Regions from separate parts of the Rattus norvegicus genome. Here region 1 is linked to region 2. A link is a contact called in public Hi-C data. All regions are on one chromosome and are shown on one strand. The core of a region is the stretch at or near the end of the contact, and the rest is flanking DNA. Distances in the headings are between cores, read along the strand shown. Region 1 has its middle 500 kb from the start of Ets1. Region 2 has its middle 24 kb from the start of Kcnj1.

Evidence for each region. A called contact is a pair of places that touch in the nucleus more often than the background predicts.
Region 1: a Hi-C map of the A7r5 cell line shows a contact between it and region 2, with 7 times the contacts expected there. The contact joins two enhancer-like sites. A contact is called at or near these places in 11 of 12 Hi-C or Micro-C datasets (the A7r5 cell line, the Rat2 cell line, Schwann cells and 7 more) and 1 of 1 datasets of contacts at active chromatin or transcription factors (oligodendrocytes).

Annotation. Positions count from the first base shown.
Region 1 is chr8:39,864,126-39,868,805 of GRCr8, forward strand. No RefSeq gene overlaps it. Among named protein-coding and RNA genes, the nearest start is that of Ets1, 500 kb to the left of the region's middle. Within about 2 kb of position 2,241, at least 9 of the 93 cell types and tissues checked have an H3K27ac peak or open chromatin away from gene starts, as enhancers often do. A contact at or near this core is called in the A7r5 cell line, where this site is marked.
Region 2 is chr8:39,082,826-39,087,657 of GRCr8, forward strand. No RefSeq gene overlaps it. Among named protein-coding and RNA genes, the nearest start is that of Kcnj1, 24 kb to the left of the region's middle. Within about 2 kb of position 2,071, at least 2 of the 93 cell types and tissues checked have an H3K27ac peak or open chromatin away from gene starts, as enhancers often do. A contact at or near this core is called in the A7r5 cell line, where this site is marked.

The DNA of each region.
Region 1 (4,680 bases), core at 991-3,490, 780 kb after region 2:
TGACAGGCATGCACATACACTGCACTGTATCTACTGATTCCCTTCTTGATTGTGAAACACATCAGAGGAGTGAGAGCCAATATTTAGGTAGTGGCTTTGGGATGTTGGGAATACACCTAGCCTGACTTGGATATTGGCTCCAGTGGGATATGCCAGACCAGCATTTTCAGAAAGCTCCATATTCAAGTTTGGATCTTGACCCAGCTCACTGTTTCACAAGGACACTCCTTGTATTATTTGCCTTCTGATGTTTTCATGTAGGTCACTTAGAAAGCTTGGGTTTCAAATGCCAAATTCCAGTGTGTGTGTGTGTGTGTGTGTGTGTGTGTGTGTATGTGTGTGTGTGTGTGTGTGTGTGTTGTATGTGTGTGTATGGCATAGGCGTTTTCATATGTCAATTTCATTTTCAAAGTAAGAATCACAAACTTTGTATTTAGACGAGATTTAGATTTATGAAATCGAATCATCTCAACTCAGTAGGTGAGAACACAGCACAGGCCTGCTTTCTGTGGGCATGTTTATTGTGTCTCTGCTACAAATATCACATGGATGGTGATCATGGGATGGATACATAGAAGCATTATAGTAATTTATTAGAAGGTAAAATTTTGCCACTTAAAGTTCACTTCCTCCGTAATTCCCTCATGGGAAATGGTGAATCTGACATTTATCTCTTGATTTGAAAAGTGGGTGTGACTCAAAGCTATTCTCACTGGAAATGGGCAGCCCAGAGTTGGCCTTTCTGCAACATTTCTAACTTCAGTGTTGATCAGCAGTCGTGTACCTAAGTTGAATGAATTTCTTGTCTTGGAAGCTCCTGCTACTTATCTAGCTTCACATTTTAAACCTAGACACTTTATAGCAAGGAAGTTATTCAGATGTTTTGAAATCTTAGCCTCCTATTGAAAACTCTTAAAACAACATGTTATTTCAACACATGCTCTTCCAGAGCCAGTTGTTTGAGATTCTTGGATTCTCAACCCATCGCACAGGTCAATGTCTATTCTGTATGTTGTCTGGGTATTTGGATTTCTACCCATCAGAAGGAAGAAACCCTGGTTTTACCCTGCACACAAAAGAAGTCCTTACTTATTGTATGTAAGGGAGGTGTATGTGTAATCTTGCTTTCCTTCCTTCTCCTCCCTCGCCTTCCTTCTCCTTCTTTTCCTCTGCATAGTTGGCATGTCATGAAGCGAAAATTCAAATGGCAATAATTGCCTGGTGGTCATAAAAATCTCAACTATCAACCAAAGCTGCTCATAAATAACACAGAAATGATCACTGTGTAACCCCTGCATTTTGCTAGTTTCACTCATTGTCTCCTTATCATAAGTGTCACTAATATTGTTTTGTACTAGCTCTATCTAGATTATGAAGTTACTCAGGCAAAGCAAAGCAATTAAGCAAGGGAAAGCTAACGGTCACAATTGTAGCTATTGTGGAAGAGCTGCAGATAGATGAATGGTAATTCCTGACATAATAGGCCTAGTAGGGAAAACTGGCATCTAATTACTGAGTCAAACAGAGCACACTGTGATGGACAGTATGGCATATACCAAGCAATACGGAAGGAGAAGACACAGATTTAACAACTGCTAATAAGCATCTGAATGAGAGAGATCCATAAAATATTACCTAGAAATTGTTCTTTATAAAATCCTCTCTCACAATTTCCCCTCTTGGTCCCATAAAAACAAACCACGCATGACCCATTTTTAGTGCCCTCTCTGTCACAACCCACATTCAAAGCTCCACAAATTATAATCTGCGCATTAAAATTGCTCTTCTAAGTGTCTGTCTCAAATACCTACGCCCGGAAAGATGGCCTCCTTGCAGTACAGTACTGCAGAGCATTGCCAGTGTGGTTAGCAGAATGTAGGTTAGGCCAGGAAGCCTTTGTGAAAGAGCAGTTGTTGGTGGTTTGGCTCAGAGAGCGTAAGTCTTTCCAAGGGTGTCTTTACTGCTAACTTAGAAGTGATGGATAGAGGCCACAGGCTGTTTTGGACTCAGGTCTTAGAAAAAATTCAAGAAAAATGACATTATTGTATTTGAGGACTATCCTGGAAAGTCCCTCCATACTCAGGCACAGGGCACAGGCCCTGCTTGGGTCAACTCTTGAGAAGAGGGGTTTTTAAAGTTCACACACCCTTGTAATTGGCTTCCTAAGAATGTACATAAACAGGACAGTCTGAGATATTAAAATTCCCCCACACACCCCACCTCCCACTGAAAACCACAGAATGGGCCACCCATTCCCTGACTCACTGTTTGGCACTGATAAAGCCCCTACTTACCACAGGCCCCAAACACTAGGAAAGATGAGAATTCTTTCCTAAAGTCCCTAAAGAACGTGCCAAAAGATTCTTTGACTTATTTCTTCATCTCTCCCTCTAAACGGAGGCACAGTATCCATCACATTTCAGAGAAGTTCTGCGTTATAAAGAGGCAAACAATGAGTTTCAGACCCTTGGCAGGCTCTCCTGTTCACACCAGCAAGAACAACGTACAGATTCAACCTGGCACCTTGAATCAGTGTATGTCGGACTAAATGTTCAAATAATTTTCTTCTCAACCATCTTTGCTCCAGAGCATCTGTGGAGCACTGTGGAGCACTGTGGAGCACTATTTTGAGCCTCAGCCATTACAGAAGTCAATGGAGATTCAAAGATGCTTGATATGTGTCCCTCAACCCCCAACCCCAAGGAGATGAATGAACCTAGGCAGCAAGAGTGACTTGTGGGGGAGGGAGTAGAAGAGAAGCCGTGCCCAGGGCACAGAGGTAGTAGCCAGAGTCTGGGCAGACCCCACTGCGAATATTTTGGGGTAGAGGAAAAAGCATTGAGGTAGTTATAAACACAAATTGAATAATCTTTTCAATTCATCTACAGGAGAAAATATGGCCCAGAAAGGTGCTGTGATTTACCTTATATTAAACAGTTGCAAGTAAATAACCTTACTGTCAGAACAAGTAGAAGGGGGGAATTGGTGAACAAGGCAGTGGAGAACCTGGGCTCGGCTAGAAATACCCAAACCAGCTGAAAGAGCTCACGTTTGAGGGAGGATTTTGGTGCTCTTTAAAGAATCACACAAACTGCCTTGATGGACTCTTCTGGAATACACTAGAGTAAGCTATTCCAAGAAGACACTACAAAGGGACAGAAAAGTGGGTGAAGACTTTACAAAAAAAGTTCTATAGAACAATGAATATCTAAAGTAATTTTTATTCTTTTGATTTGTAGCCTCTTGCATTGAATTCCTTTTCATGTCTACCCTGGCTCTCGTTTTTTTTTTTAAAAAGACCTAGTCAGTGAAATAACATCTTAAGGATTCACTGAATGACCCATGGTATTATGGCCAGGGATTCAATCACAGCACATTCGTTGATGAATTATTGTATGAGTAGTATCCTGCTAAGGCCTGCACTGTACAAAATGCCCCTAAGTTACAGCTGGATCCTACATATATATGGATAAATGAAATAAAAGAAAGACAGTGAAATGGGTTCTTCAAGGTTTAAGGCATTTGCATGTGCTCTCTGCGAATGCTTCTCATTACTGCTGCTGATTATGCGCCTTCTCCCCTATCTGACTGACCTCATTCCCTGAGTGCTTTTTAGTTTGTGCTGGCTTCTCTTTTCTTGTCTGCAGACTGACATCCCCTTTTCCTTTGCAACTCTTCCTCTTCTTACCTGTTACCACAGCACTGTCGGCAAGGCTGACAGCATCCCATGGGCAGCTCAAACCTACTGGTAAACAAATTCAGTCACTTCACCAACTCTACAGTTTTCTTGAACACGTTCCTTGGCAAATGATGCCAGCATCATACCTGTATCAGGAATCTGAACATCGTCCTGTTCTCGCTCCTTCTTTGACCTGTATACCCTAATGATCACCATTTTTTTTCTGATAATTCATCATTCTTCTCTGTGCCTCAACTAAGAGCCATTGGCCTCAAGAAACACAACCTCACTGCATATTGACTGTGGAAGGAACATATTTGAAAAATGTTGGCAGAGAAGCACAGGAATTCATAGGGATGATGGAGTCATGAAGTCTACAGAGAAGCTATGACAGGAACTGGGATTCAGGCTGTGGATGTCTCCTCTAGCACTCAGAATCCTGGGAGATGGCTTCCTCTCTCTTTCAAAACCATACTCTGTGAAATTTCCCTTGAGTTTGCAGATACAGAGAGACAGTCCTCCGTGAACATGAGCATGGCTGGTTTAGGCTGTGCTTGGTCTTTACCCCAGGAATTATCACACTGGATTTATAATAGCTGTGGGCATCTGGCTCACCCACCATATTCCCACAAGGCAGTGAGCTCCTTGTTCGTATCTGTATTCTGTAGGGTGCCTTATAACCTATGATACCCAGCAACAAGCAACAAAGGCGTGCAGAATGATCACTGGTCTCTACCTCCAGTGGGTCACTTTTGTGGTAACCTCAGTATCAGTCACATCATCACGAGATCACTACACCAAGCTCATGACTGCCTACTACTACATCCCTGCTAACTGAATTCTCCTGACTGCCTGCCTCCTGCCCATACCGCAGCTGGAGTGATTACTTTGAAACCAAAGGCAAACCACAGTATAAACCTGTTTCAAAAGTTTTAATGACTCTCTGTTTTACACACAGTAGAAGCCAAAGTCTTATGTTGTCATGGCATGCCCGGTGGGAT
Region 2 (4,832 bases), core at 821-3,320:
CAGGGCTAGAGAAGGGTGTCAGGTGTTCTGTTCTATTGCTCTCCCTCGTAGGCCACTGAGAGAAGGTCTTTCATTCAACCGGGAACTAGACTCACAGCTGTCGAGCCACAGAGATCCAAACTCTTGTCTCCCTCCTCTTCCCCACCACGCACTGTTGATTACAGATGTGTATGGAACTGAGATTCCCACTCATGCTCTCTTACACTGACAAATCCTCTTATCTACTAAGTCAGCTCTCTCCTGCTCCAAAATCTTGACATCTAAAACTAGTTATTATGTAAAATAAATTAGCATTTTACTGTTTAACACTTTCTCTGTCTCTCTCTGTCTCTCTGTCTGTCTCTCTGTCTGTCTCTCTGTCTCTCCCTTCCTCTCTCTCTCTCTCTCTCTCTCTCTCTCTCTCTCTCTCTGTGTGTGTGTGTGTGTGTGTGTGTGTGTGTGTGAGTTGATGTCATATCTTTCTCTATTACTGTACAATCTTTTGAGGTCAGAACTCTGCACTGAACTTGGAACTAGCTTATTGGCCAGAGAACTTCGGTGACCTGCCTGTCTCGGCCCCACCATTGCTGGGATTACAGACACAGATATCCAGCTTGGCTTCCTAAGTGTGAGCTCGGGATCAGGATGCAGGTCCTAATGTTTGCCCAGCAAGCACATTATCCACTGTGCCATTTTCTCAGCTCCTAACTTAACTCTATATTATATCAGGGGGACCAGAGCCACATTTCAAGTTTTTAATGATCAAAGGAAGCACCAGTCTACTAAGACTTCATGTAATATTTTGAAGTTCAGTATCTTTTTTTAAACGGGGAACACTTACACGATCTTACATCACTTCTTTGATAGCCTTGAACGATGGTACACAACAGTCCTTGCTTTACCCCTGAGGAAGTGAACCTGAGACAGGAGTTCATAACTCGGGGAGGGACAGCTGGATTCACAACCCAGTCTTGCTGACTATGGATCCTTTCTTCTGCTTCACTCCACATTTACAATTGACCACTTGCTGGGATCCAGAGTCACCACAGTGGCAAACAAGAGACGTATGTCCCACCTCCCATGAGGCCTCTGAGGAACTGTAGGTCCGTGATAGTGTTGGACACAAGGTTATCAAGGCAGAGAATCCCACCTGCCAACTTCTTAGCCAATTTAACGATCTATTCAGTATTTCTGACAAAGCCCATTTCTAGCTTCCCTTTAGGCCGTTCTCTTAGTTAAAGCCCCTGAAGCCTCTTTCATGCTCTACTGACCTGAGGTGACCACACGGAACCAGTGAAGGACAAGAACCCACACAGGGCACTACAGAAATATGAATATCCTCTGGAAAACTCGATCTACACTCTCTTTTCACTCACTTGAAAAAAAAAACACCCACCTTCCTGACCATAAATTAAAAGTCTACATTAAGTGCCTAGACAGAGTGGTTATCAACTAGTACAGTTTTAATAACGTCCCTTAAGAAATCTAGCAGGTGACAATGTCTACACACACACACACACACACACACACACACACACGCTTCCTGTGTAGCATTTTGCAGTGGACCTCCATGTTGTTCTTTGCTGCTTCACAGGATCATTGGCAGGAGATGTTACTCAGCTCCCTGGTCAGTAGGTATTAATAATTTGCCTGCTAGATGAAAGTATTTAAAATTTGAGCGCAGGGTTGCTGGGATTATATCCACACTCGTTTAATCTCCCCAAATTATCTCTCTCTTCCAGCTAAGAAAACACATGCATTAACTGGGTTAAAAAACCCAGAAGGTTAATCTAGCAATTGTAGGTAAGTGAGCGCTCTCACTGGAAATGTGTTTTCCCCTAGAGCTTTTAAGCTAAGTGTAAATTGACTATGTGCTTAGGAATTTGCCAGCTCAGACAGACTGCAACGATTAGACAGGAGGCCAAGTAGGAGTGAAAGAGGGAGACAGACCCCAGACGTGAGCCCCCATTTCTTTCAAAAACTTCCCTTCATATTCCTTCTCAATTGGCTGAGACCCTGGAGGTTTGCCTGGCTGAACCACTTCCTCTCCGAAGAGGCCGTCCTCCCAGGGAACCTGGGATTTGTAGTATTCAAACCAGCTGACCTTTCTTAATCCTTTGGGGGTGGAGGATATGGCTGAAGGCACGCAGTATCCTTTTCAGCGGCCTTCTAGTGATGAAATGCTCAGTGTGTGTTTTCACAAACCACAGAGGCCTTCTTGAATAAAAGTGAAGCCTCTGTGCTCACCAGAACCTGACTCCTGCCCCTCTCTAGTCTAAGCCCTCGCCCCTGGTCTCTGCGGACACTCCATCTCCTCTTTGCTACCTCCTGAGTTCTAGATGCAAGCCCCCTCTCCGGATGACATAAAGGAACCTCTGTGAAGAGTCAGACCACAGGAAGGTGCAGGATGCCGGCTGGCAGCAGACGCCATGCTCACAGACCGTGTCCCCAAGCACATTCTTCCGAAGTTTACTTTCCCAGCAGTTTTCAAAGCGACGTGTTTGCATGGTGGTTATTAGTAAAGAAACACAAGGGAAAGTGGTATGTGACAGCAACTCCTCAGGGTCCAAGCTTTCTCGTAGAAAGCAGGCTGAAGATGTGATGGTTCAGCTGTCGAGGGCACGTCCTACACAGGGGCGGGGTTCACTTCTCAGTACCCACATGGTGACTCATGATCAGTAACTCCAGTAACGAGCATCTAACTCTCCTCTTCTGACCTCCTTTAGCACCAGGCACTCAACATTGTACACATACTTACATGCATGTACACCTATGTACAGAAAATAAAGTAAGACAAGAAAATCTAAAAATAACTTTTAAAAAAAATCTATATTTGTACCTTGCAATTTGAAGGGTATTGGTTTCAGGAAGTCACGGGATACCCAACCCCCTGGATGCTCAAGTCCCTTATGTACAATGGCGTGGTGCTTCTACGTAATTTATGCATTATATATTTAAATCACTCTAAGTTATTTCTATTGAGCAATGCAATGTAAAGGCTGTGGAAATTATTGTTACACTACATTATTTAGGGGATAAGGGAATATTATATGTATAAATAATGCTTTATATATGTTTATAAATATTATATATCATAATGAAGTTATATTTAGGGGTAATAAATGTCCACAGGTTGAACGCAGACGCAATTTTTAAAAGTGATTTTTTGACTCACAGTGGTTTTTAAAATATCCACAAATAATACCTTGCTCTCTGGTTGTGCTTTTCTTAGGATTAGTGGATATTCCTTTCTTCCCTGGTATTCTGGATCCTTTTCTCTCACTTGGTTTTGACTGCAAATATTCTGTTTATGAAACCACACTTCATTCATTTACGATGGGCAGAACTCATGTGTTGGGCTCACTCCCCAGGTGCATGAAGATATTATTGATTAGAAAAAGCTATGATCACTTTAAATGTCCTTAAACTTCTAGTGTTTTTTGACTTCTGAAAATGTTTCAAAGCAACAGATATTGAAAATACAACTTCCTTTGGGTATTGACAATATTTTGACACCAAGGAATTTAAATTTCTGCTATACATTGAATATTCATGTCCCCTCTCCCTGTAACATTCATGTTATAACTTTCTATATATAGAAATCGGCTTGCTGCCTGGAACTGTGTGAGAGGACAATGAGAAGGGACCACCTGCAAATCAGGAATGAACAGTGAGTTCCCTATCAACGGCAAATCTGCTGGTACTTTGGACTTCTGGCTTTTAGATCTGTGAACACCACATTTCTGTTGCTTATAAGCCAGTGAGCCTACAGTAGTTTGTAGTAGCTCCTCAAATGGATGAATTCATCCACCTGATGAAGGGCTGTGGACAGGCCTGGAACTGAAGGGACGTGAGGAGAATCGGTTTCCATTAGAATCCCTCACAGGGCTGCTGTGCCTCCTCTGCTTTGCACAGTTTATCAGATGGGACAGCTCTCATGGAGCAAGTGCAGAAGGGGAGAGTGGACTAGCAGTCAGGTTGGCATGAATGCCTGTTTGCTGGGGGCCACGGCTTAGCTGAATGTCTGTGAGCCCGGCTTAGACGGCTCAATCTGGACACTGCAGGAACTAAATGTCACTCCTCCCTCAGGGAATGCTTGACGGATAAAATTGCTCTGCTCCCGTCAGTCGAACCACTGTGACACTCAGAACTGAGAGTGTTGAATCTTTGTGTAGGAAACAAACTTCTTTAGAGGGCTAACTATCGGCTGAAGAAATGTGTCAGGAGTGGAAATGGCTTGTCCTCACAGAAGATAGCGTCCATGTTGGGCAGATCACGTGGCAGTCAGCTCACAACTGCCTGTAATGTCAGTTTCAGGGGTCCTATGTCCTCTCCTGGCATTTTCAGTTACCAGTATGCAGGTGCCACATATACATATGCACCAGCACACACACACACACACACACACACACACACACACACACACACACACACACACGTTTTAAAAGGTGAACTAATGGTGTGAGCATCGTGTCCTTAGAGCAGTGACTCAGGAGTATGCACCTCTCAATTTCCCCTAATAGTACTTTGTATATTTGTGAACTGACATGAGAATGTTTATGAACATTCCTAGCTTTCCTCGTGCATTTCTATACCTGAGCCATTAATGACTTTTCTCTTTTCTCTGTTAGAAGGCACTGGAAAATCCGTAGAAGAGTGTAGATATGTGTGTTCATTGCACTAATGGTCACTGTTTCTGTTTTGAATGTTGAGAGCAGGGATGGTGCAATATGAGGAAGAGAACAGAATGTAAACATATTTCTGTATCACCTTCTAAAGTTTTGCCTTTTTGTTCATAGTAAATAGTTAATCTTATTTTTCCCTGGGTAAGTGTAGGTTCCAGGACCATGCAA